Linked DNA regions of Rattus norvegicus: region 1 is linked to region 2. The links are chromatin contacts, called in public Hi-C maps. All regions are on one chromosome and are shown on one strand. The core of a region is the stretch at or near the end of the contact, and the rest is flanking DNA. Distances in the headings are between cores, read along the strand shown. Region 1 holds the start of Trabd2b (TraB domain containing 2B). Region 2 has its middle 56 kb from the start of Trabd2b.

Region 1 (5,392 bases), core at 2,600-5,099, 55 kb after region 2:
CTGTCCCTGCCTGATTCTTCAGTCCTTTCCCTTTCTCCTGAATCCCAGATGCAACCTTGTTCTTCATTCATCAAGGATTAACTTCTAAGCAAGGCTGAGGTTAGAGAGCTTGGGGTCATGCTGGCTATGGGAGCTTGAAGTCAGAATATTGGGATGGTCACTTCCTTTGAGCCAGAGTCTAAGTTCCTCATCTCTCACCCTGGAAGGGACACTCATCAACAGAGCAGGGTCCCTGAGGCCAACTTTGTTGGTTTAGTTACGCTACAAGGCTTCTGCTCCTGCCCCTGCTGTTACAGCCTACAGATTCCTGGTACCAATCTGATTGAACAACTTAATTAAGATGCAATAAAAGAAAAGTGGTCCGGATGTGCCCCGAGGGAAAGCAGTCTAGAGTCTGCAGCCACTGCCACCTCTTGAGCTGGGAGCCCTTTCTCACCCTGCCTAAACGCCCCAGATTGGCAATGGCCCTAAAGTAAAAGCTTTAGTGTTTGGTACAGAGGCTCTTAAAGGTTAGTCACCTCACCAGCTTGTTTATGTTGGTTGTAGGTCACCTCAGTTCATTGTCATGTCCAGAGAGGAAGTTCAAGTGCCAAGTCTCTAAGATTTAGGACTTAACACCACCCAGGGTTTATCTCACAAGACCAATGGGAGGGGGGGAATGCCTTAAAACACCATACTGAAACTGAACTGGAAGGCTGGATCAATGGCTAAGACAGCATACTCTGCTCTTGCAGGGGACCTGAGTTCACATCAGCTCCAGCACCCACATCACCTGAAACTCCAGCCCCAGGAAGGGAATGCAGCGCCCTCTCATGGCCTTCATGAGACTCTACACACATGTGGCAGACACAAAGATAACGAAAAATGAATTCTTAGAAAAAAACAAAACAAAAACAAAAAACACTGAAACCCATGGTCTTGTTTATTGTTTTGGGTAGCAGCTTCGGAAAACACGGTTCACGTACCATGCACCTATTTAAAGTGGTTTTTTTTTTCTCTTTTAGTTTGTTCCAAGTTGGGTAACCATCACTATTTGAGATTTCTTTTTTACTACCCCTCTCCCAACCCCAACATTTCTTTGGTATGGTCTCTCCATCTCCTTATCTAGCCTTGCTCTGGGTGATCACTATCCTGTTTCCTGCCTCTGTACATATGCTCCCTTCAGTCCTTTCTAAAGTCAGGTAATATTTTATCTTGAATATGCCTCTTTTAAAAAAATGTATGTCTTTCAAGTGCATAGCCTGATGTCTCGACACATCACTGTTGACTTTCCACTCGCTCGCTAGCTGATGGACAGTTAGTTGGGCTGTTTCTACACTGTGGCCATTGGGAAGAACACTTCAGTGCATAGAGGTCTTCATTGATATATGTTTTCGATTCCCTTGGATTGACACATTTATTTGCTCATTAACGGTACCAGTGCCTAAGGCCTTGTCACACACATTGAGTCACTGAAAAACAGTGAGGCCAGGAAGCGGGCTGGAGAAAGACTCTAAGAGGCCGTGGTCTAAGCTTGCTGACTGCTCTACACGAGGCAGTAAAGGAAGAAGTTACGGCAGTTACCTCTGACAATTAACTGCCAAAACCTTTATCATTCTGGGGGGCGGGGGAAGATATGATCCGAGAGAACTTTTAATTGGAATACAGGAGGAAGCACTAATTCATAGTCACACGTACCCTCACTTGAAGTTTGATCTGGTCAGTTCTCTAATTCCCGTCTGCCATCTTCTAATTCCCCAGTGAAGACCATATTCCTACTTCTTCAGAAGCAGACTCTCACTCTCCAACCAACTCACTCTGTTCTTTCCAAGCAGATGGGTGACTATGGCGGGTGGGGGCGGGGCGCTGAGTCAGGGCAGTATATCTCCAGGGTGTCTCTTTCTCTTTGTCACAGAGCTCGGTGTGCATGAGACAGAGCTACTGTATTGTGCCCTGGCGCCCTGTTTTCTGGGTACTCTGGATTATTTAGCATCTGTCACCTGGATAAGAGGCTGAGCAGAACAAATCGCTCCCGATACCTTGCAGTTTGAACTGTAGGCAATTGCTAACATCCATTCATTTTCTTTTCTTTAAAAAAAAAATGGAAATTTCACAGCCATCTCTGGTGCTTTGTTTTTAGTCCCATTCTTAGTTGCTCACATTCAAGGATCAGGGAGGCAAGTTCTTCTGCTTCACTCAAAGGTTGAGCATTCTTTTTTCTAGCTCCATGTGCAACTGAAGCAGACATGGAGAGAGGGGTGGTGAGCCCTTAGCTCGGAGCCAAGTGGCCTAGGATCACTTGGCTCCCACTGGCCACTCTGCCCCTACCGTGTCCCCTCAATCATGAATCCTGTAAGTAGAGATAAGCCCCAGCCACTTGCAGCTTCGAATCTTGGAGTAAATTTCCATAACTGAATACATACAAGGAGTGCATTCTCGGGTCTGGCATGAAGACACAGGTTCTGGCCACCTGCTTTCTGTAGGCAGTCCCTTGAAGGCCCTTTTCTCTCACTTTTACACCTTGGCACTGGGTGACCCATCTGCTTCACTCCCTTCTATTAGCTACTGCTGATCTAAAGATCTCAAAGATCACCTCCCAGGGCTCCGCCCTGACTCCAGGAGCCCTCCGACACGCCTCGAAGTGCCTACCCAAATCCGGTCCTGCTGACTGCTTACTCTCGCCAGGCCTTGCAGATGTCCTCTGAGAAACTGGCCCATGTCCCCAAATTTGTCTCAGTCTGACCACTGGACTTCCACCTCTTAGCCCGAGGTCCACTGAGCCTGCCGTAGAAGCCTGCCTTTCCTTGGTCTTGTGCTATGATGGTATTTTCATTGTCTGTTTACATATTTGATTTTTTTGGCAGCTATATACTTCTGAAAATACCACCCAATTTATCATTAACCTCCAATGCCAGGATAGAGCAAATCTTGTTTAACGGCGGTGTGTGTGTGTGCGTGTGTGTGTGTGTGTGTGTGTGTGTGTGTGTGTGTGTGTGTAAACCCAGAGACAGATAGGAGAACAACTGGCTGAATGAAGCTTCCAGGGAATCAGTATGGTAATTATTTTATGTCCTTTAGACATGTTTTACTTTAATGTAGTGAGTCTTTGAAGAGTGCCTAAGAACATATATGCCAGTGTTAGGCACAGCAGCATGACAAAATGTTGTAAGTAAATACCACCTTCCCTGGATCTCCAGTGACCATCTCATTCACATACCTCCAAGTGCCTACACAAATCCTGTTCTGCTGACTGCTTACTCCCACCAGGCTTCACAGATGTACTCTGAGAAACTGACCCATGTCCCCAAATTTGTCTCAGCCCGGCCATTGGACTTCCACCTCTTAGCCTGAAGTCCACTGAGCCAGACGCCCTCTGGCGGTGGCGCTCAGGAGCTACGTTCCGGCACAGAGCTGGAGAGACGAGAGGGAGGAGGGAGGAGGCGCAGGCAAGGGAGGAGAGGAAAAAGTTGCGCTGGGAAGTTTGGAAAGTTGGGAAGTGGCTGCTGCGGGCTTCGCCTCCCTCCGCGCGCGTGCGAGGGAACGAGCGAGAGAGCGAGCGCGGAGCCAGCGAGCGCCTGCCATGCCCGGCAGACCCCGCCTCGCCGCGCCCGGGAGCCGAGCTCGCTCCGACTCCCTGCGGCCCGGCCCGGCCCGGCCCGCCGCGGCCCCGGCCCCCCGCCCCCCGCGCCGGGTCCTCCCCTCCCCCGCCCGGCGGCCCCAGCCCCCCGCCCGGCCCGTCTCCGCGCCGCTCTCCCGCCCTCCTCTCTCCCTCCCTCCCGGCCGCGGAGCAGCATGGCGGAGCCCGGGCAGCGGCCGCGCGGCCGCCCGCCGCCCCTCTGAGCCGGGCTCGGGGGCAGCCCGGCACCTCAGAGCCGACCCCCGCCCCGCCGCGCCCTCCGCCGCACTTGTCCCACTGCGCGCCCCCTGGAGCGCCGCGCACCCCTGGGACCCTTGCGCGCCCCGGGTGCCCAGCATAACCTGAGTTCCCCCGCTCATCCTGGGATCTCAGGACTTCCCCAGGAGCCCCGCGTACCCCCGGACCCTGACGAGGCTCCGGGACCCCCACGCGCTCTAGGACCCCTGCGCTCTCGCAGAATTCCGGGGCTCGGCCAACCCGGCTGCGCGCCCTGGTGAGGGGCCCCGCCCCAGAGGATCCCCCTCTTCCAACAGACGGAGCCCCGCCCCAGAGGGACCCCCAGGTCCGACAGGGACATCCAGCCACGCCCCAGCGGGCTCCCAGCATCTCGCGCCTGGAGCCCTGTGCTCCAGAAGATCCTCGGTGCCCAGCTGGGGGCTCCCCGCCCAGCTGAGGGGGCGCTGCCCAAGAGGGTCCCCGCGTCCGGCGGGCCCCGGCAGGATGCACGCCGCCCTGGCGGGGCCGCTGCTAGCCGCCCTCCTTGCCACCGCCCGCGCCCGCCCGCAACCCCCGGACGGAGGACAGTGCCGGCCGCCCGGATCGGTGAGCGAGCGCCTGCCCCGCCACTCTCCCGCCTGCCTGGACACTCCTGCCTGAAGGGCTTGGGTTTGGGACCAGCCTTCTCCATTCAGCCCACTCGCTCCACCTCCGCCCTCTGGGCACAGCCTGGGCTCCCTTCCCTAGCATCTGTCCTCCGGGCTCCAACTCTGAGCCCAGCCCAGCCCAGATGGTTTCTTCTTTTCTCGCGGACAGTTTCCTCTAGACTTTTGGTCTTGGTTGGAAGGTTCCCCTCTCTGTGCCGGCTTCTGACTCTCCTGTCTTTTATCCTACCTTTACCCTTTGCTCTCTTTCTGCCTTCTTCTGACTTCATCTTCCCAACACCTAGTGCCCCTTTCCCACCCTTTTGCTGTTTCATTCACACTGTACCAGGCCAGGCTTACCCTCCCTCTCCTTGCCCCTTTTTCTGACCTAAGGCTGGAGCCTCTGGTGCTGATTCTCACTCCTCTCCTTCTGTACCTAAGCTCCTACCCAGCACCTATTGTCTCAAATGCCCCTATCTCCTGAAAGGGGGTAAGAGCCCAGAGGAGAGAAACGGAAATGACAGAATGAACTTGCTTGTCTAATATTTTCCTGAGGAGACCAAGTAATTATTGCTTCTCCCAACTTTCCTCTCCAAACTGGGAATCTCTTGATTTTTTTTCCCTGCAATGCCCTTCTCTTCAATGATAGATTAATGCATTGCCAATCATCCTGAACTGGAGGCTGGGAGACCAGAACACTGTTGCAGGGTCTTCCTTTGCTACCTCATTAGCAGGGCATAGGTTGGCCTTGGGCAAGGTGCACAGCTAGCAGTCTACCTTGTGCAAGAGACCAGCCGGATAGCTGGTAGGCACTGTCTATTGTGAATTCAATTTTACAAGGTTTGTTGGTAAAGTGTGGTTCTGTGTCCACCACCCACAATAAATACTTTCATTTGTGCCAGAATCAGGTAGGAAT
Region 2 (5,211 bases), core at 2,360-4,859:
AGGTCAAAAAACAGAGAGGACCACCTAGGGTCTACGTTCAGGGAAGCACTGCTGGTTCTAGTCTGCCTAGCAAAGGCACTGACAGGCCTCCTCACTTCCTGCTCTTTCAGAAAGCAGCTTAGTGGCAACTCTGATTGAAGCATCTAAAGAACACTCTGACTTCCTTGGGCAAGACTGTCAGGTTTCTCCCCAAGAGAATCCTGAGCATCTTTTTATTCTATCTTTACACATCAATGCCATGGGTCTCAGAACAGCCCCCACTGGATAAGTCTTCTCAGACACACCCTACCTCTTCCCTTTGACTAGCCTTCCACCATTGAGGGAACCTTATCTTACCAGTCAGAAGCAGGGGTTGGAGTGAACCCCAGCCCACCAGCCTTCTCTCCTACCCTCCCCTCCTGCTCATGCAACTGGGTAAATCAGCCCACCCAGTCCCTCTGGAGGATGGAGAACTCTAGACAAATTTGGGGTGATTGTAACAGTAGCGTTTGCCCAGCAAATTATACTCCATGAGCTAATTAGGAAGGGATTGTGGCCCTCAGCCTTAATTAATATCTAGTCCCTAACAACTTAATCCTGGGTGAAATCATAGCAAGGATCTCACCCGAATACTGGAATTCTTTCCTCCTACAAATCACCTATATAAATACATATATTTTAATAGCAGCAATTATAAAGTTCTCTGCCAACTTCTGGGGCTGTTTAACATTCCTGGATTGAGGCCACAGCTTTTCCTTGGTCTCCTCCCTCACCACAGCCGAGGCCTGATGAATAGTCACTCAGGCAGTTCTGCGTGCCATGTAACCAATATCTCCTACCAGTGGGTCTTCGCGGGGATTTAATAAGCAGTCTGGGAGGACGGCCTGAGGAGGTCCACGAACCTAATTGTTAACTCTGAGGGCTAATCAGCCTCTGCTTCCCACCCAGAGTCCCTCTCAGCTATGGAGCCTGGTCCTCCCAGTAATGGATGGAAAATAGGCGATTTCCTGACAGTTAGCAACCAATTTTCCACCAATTAGCTGAGAGATGGTGGTCTCTGGAGGGAAGGAGATGGTTCCAGCACAAGAAACTGGGCTGGAAGAAAGAAGATGCTAACAGTGTAGGAGGCCAAAGCCTGAGAATAAAGGATGTTGGTTCCCCACGCCTTCTTCTCTTCCCCCGGGACAGCTTCAGCCTGTATCTCTGGGAAGGGATTTCTGGGGACAGCAACTGTATTGGAATCTCCATGGGACGCTTCTCAGTGACCTGCTAAATGGCAATCTCCCTGTCCCCTCTCTTCCAGGGCAGATGAACAAGGGTCAGTTCCCTTGGTTCTCTTCACAGTGCCCAGGTGACATTTATGAAATTCCTCCACGGGCATTACTGTGGTGACTTGATTAATTCTGGAGTCACAATGCTGTACCCTAAAAGTCCTGAATTTGGGGCTGGACAGGTGGCTCTGTTGTTAAGAGTATTTTTTTCCACAATTACTAGGGTCAGAGTTGGGAATCAAGCACCCAAGTAACAAGAAAGACATCCATCCCTGCAAATGTTCATAGTTCCAGCTCAGCTTCCTCGACTGTAAAGTGGAGACGATAGCATTGCCTGTGATAAAGATTGCATGGAACAATGTGGCATTTCATACCTTGTGAAGTAATGCTCAATGAATAAGTACTATCATTAACTCCATGAGTTATTAATAATCATTATGAATGGTAAATATATGCCAGTGGTAGGACTCCCCTGTATGAGAACCACCGCCTCTGACAATCCTCTAGTTTTTGACAAGGCCCCTCATTTCCTTCCACCTGAGTGACCATTGCCATCATTGACTGGCCTTTCTAAAAGGCAGATGGGCCTCTGCCCACATGGCTGCCCTGGTTGACCCCTGCAGGAATGCAGCCTGGAGTGGGCCCCTCTAGTGTTTTAGTCCTAGTGAAACTCCTTTTCCATACCTCATAACTCCATTAGTAATATGTTCCCTGCTGACTTCCTAGGTTTCTCTCTCACTAAGCCTGGCCTTGCTTCTTTGTTTTATAACTTTCATTTTTGGAATTTAATATACATACCTGCATATAAAGTACTTTAATCAAATATATCCCAGATCCCCTTCCCTCTAGGTCCTCCCCTATTCTCCCACACTTTGCCCTCCCAATTCATGGTCTTCTTAATACCTACTGAATCCATTTACTACTGCCTGTATGCATCTCAGAGTCTGCATCCCTGAGGAAAACTGAGTCTCCCCTCCTACACTGGTCTAATTTTTTATAATCCCAACTGAGGAACTCATTACTGGCTGAGATCCTGTAGATTTGGACCTGCCTCTCTGAACCAATGTGAGTCTCTATTTCTTAGCTGGTTGGTACAGAAGACACATAGGTTCCCCATTTGGTCACCCTTGCTGGTGGGCCACAGGACTGTTCTGCAATGAGTGAGTAATGGCATTGCTGACATGCTCCTGAGTCACAGAAGACAGGTCACCCTCAGCCCCGCAACTGCATATTTAGATGTGAATGTACTTTCAACTTTCTCACAATTAGCTTTTCTCCTCTGGTAACTGAAGGATACATAGTCTTTTCCATGCTGAGCTGTCTTTTGGGGCAGGGGACAAGAGTAACAGCGGTGAGTGTTTGATGTACACTCTGTGCCAGGCAACCCATTGAGAGATTTTACATGAATTATGTAATGGGATCACCTAATTTTGTCAGAAGGGCTTTAGGTGCACTAAAACATAGTTTATCACACAAACTGGGGCTCCTCTAGAGTAAACTTATCACCGATAATAACTACACAGGGACAAGAGGGAAATCCAGGACCATTTCAGGCAAGATAGAGGAGATAAAACCCTAAATAAAAGTAGCTGCCCTTTGTCTCAATTAGGGTTAGTGCTGTTGGGATGAAACACCATAACTGAATCAACTTAGAGAAGGAAGGGTTTATTTGGCTTATTCTACCATGGAAGGAAGGCAGGACAGGAACTTAAACAGGACAGGAACCTACAGGCAGAGGCTGATGCAGAAACCATGGAAGAATGCCACTTACTGGCTCGCTCTCTCTGCTTTCTTATAGAACCCAGAAACAAAATGGGCTGAACCCTCTCACATAAACTACTTGTTAAGAAAATGCCTACAGCAAGATCGTATGGAGGCATTGTCTCAAGTGACCTTCCTCCTCTCTGATGACTCTTGTGTGAAGTTCAATAAAACCGTCCAATGCAGCCTTACTTTACAGTGGGGCTTGGACCTGGATGTGAAGATCTAAGGCCACTTAAAAGAACCACAGCCTGGTGTTCTCTATTTTTAACACAGGATTTCAAGTCTCTGACTCCAATCACATGAGCAAAACTGGTTATGATGCAACATGGAGAAATCGGGGGCAGGGCTCCCTGCTAGGGGTAGAAGCAAATGACCTCCCTGCAGGATCCCCTGCAATCACACATCTGTGTGTGTGTGAAGACATTTTACCCTCACACTGTACCAGGTGCTGAGAACCTACCTGTTCTGCAGCACCTCCGTGTTACTTCAGCTGACCCTTCAGATGCTGTATTTCAGGCACTTCACAACTCAAAGCTGGAAACCCCAGCCCATCCTCCCTCCCCTCCTACTCTGTATGAACATCCATTGCCTGCCTCCAGGGAAGGAGTTCAGTGTGAGTCAGTACTGTGCCTCTGTCAGTCCTGAGAAGGCCTGAGGATGGCAGCCCTTGGAGAAAGATCATAAATCATTATCCTTCCTGGCTTTTTACATCCCTAGGCTGCAATTCTCTGGGTGTTACCCCATTCTTCTGCCCTTTGTTGCTGATAGTTCTTAGGATAACCTTGTGCATTTAGAACAATGGCCACCTTCACCTCATCTAGGCAGCACAGTAGAAGTGGCCCTGCTGGAGGGGGTTTCAGGTGAGCCGGCTCTGAGGTCAAGAGCCAGGGTGCAGCATTTGGGAGAGAAGGCCCTGTGCCTTGACTGGACAGCACAGTGGAGTTGGCTCTAAAGGCAAGAGCATGATAGCAGGAGAACAGACCCTACCTCCAGCCGATATGAGCACTGGTGGCCTAGCCAAAGCTGTACTGGGGAGATCGAGCTCTGATCAGCTTAGGAACCTACACCCAGATCCACAGCTCTAAGTTGGCCCATCCCAAAATCCATATCATTTGCAAAAAGCTGAAACACATGAAATGGCCAATCCTGTTGATCCAAAGCTGCAAGACCTTCATGGCCCAGGACAACAGGAAAATCCAGAGGAGTCTTGATGAGGTTCTAAGACAGAAATTTCAAACCAATGACTCAATGCAATAAACATTTGCAAGTGAAGATGTGTGAACAGAAGGATACACTGCAGGACACTCTGTGACACACTCCAGCTCTAACAAGGAGCTGTTTTCTATGCTTTGCTTTGTTGTTATTGTTTCTCTCTCTCTCTCTCTCTCTCTCTCTCTCTCTCTCTCTCTCTCTCTCTCTCTCTCTCTCTGTGTGTGTGTGTGTGTGTGTGTGTGTGTGTGTGTGTGTGTGTTTTATTTTGGGTGACAGATTGTACAGGTGAAGGGCAGATATGAGGGGATGAGGAGATGAATGGGACTAAGGTGCAAGATGTCAAATTTACAAAGAACCAATGAAAAGTTAAAAAGGAAAAGGAAAGAAAGGAAGGAAAAAGAAAGGAAGGAAGAAAGAAAGAAAGAAAGAAAGAAAGAAAGAAAGAAAGAAAGAAAGAAAGAAAGAAAGAAAGAAAGAACAGGAGACCTTTCCTTTGGCTGGAGACACCCTAGGCCAGATATTAGATTTGTGAGCAAGGCTCTCTGGCTGTGTTTTCGCTCTAACAGACACCTTAGCAGGGCTTCTTAGTCCAGAATACACATAGGCAGCTCCATGCATCATCCTCGACCCTTGCCAAGATGCTCAGTTAGCTCAATTTGGGGGACACACCTTCATCTTACAATCACACTTGTAATAAGCAGTAATTGATTGCTATTTGCTTCTTCTATCACAAAACAGGGCAGGAAATGAAGAGACAGGACTGAGGAACTCTGAAAGTCCATTTGACTCATAGGAAGACATGAATGGGTCTTGTTACCAGCTGCACTGTCCACCCCACTTCAGTGTCCACCATTTGTAGCAAGGGCTAGGTCTGTGTCTACTGGGAACATGCCAGCTACTCCATTTCCTTTCTCATGTCACTTTAGTCTTAGTATTCTTAACTTCTGAGAGTCAGCCTCAAAGCTCCCTTCCCAGCCTTCTGCCC

What was found. Hi-C and Micro-C count contacts between places; a contact is called where the count stands out from the background.
Region 1: a contact with region 2 is called in a Hi-C map of the A7r5 cell line, with 2.6 times the contacts expected there. The contact joins the promoter of Trabd2b here to the enhancer-like site in region 2. A contact is called at or near these places in 10 of 12 Hi-C or Micro-C datasets (the A7r5 cell line, the Rat2 cell line, Schwann cells and 5 more).

Annotation. Positions count from the first base shown.
Region 1 is chr5:133,174,165-133,179,556 of GRCr8, forward strand. Trabd2b (TraB domain containing 2B) reads left to right here and starts at 3,850. Exons shown (of 8, transcript XM_006238601.5): 1 at 3,850-4,438. The coding sequence starts at 4,337.
Region 2 is chr5:133,119,627-133,124,837 of GRCr8, forward strand. No RefSeq gene overlaps it. Among named protein-coding and RNA genes, the nearest start is that of Trabd2b, 56 kb to the right of the region's middle. Within about 2 kb of position 3,610, at least 7 of the 93 cell types and tissues checked have an H3K27ac peak or open chromatin away from gene starts, as enhancers often do. A contact at or near this core is called in the A7r5 cell line, where this site is marked.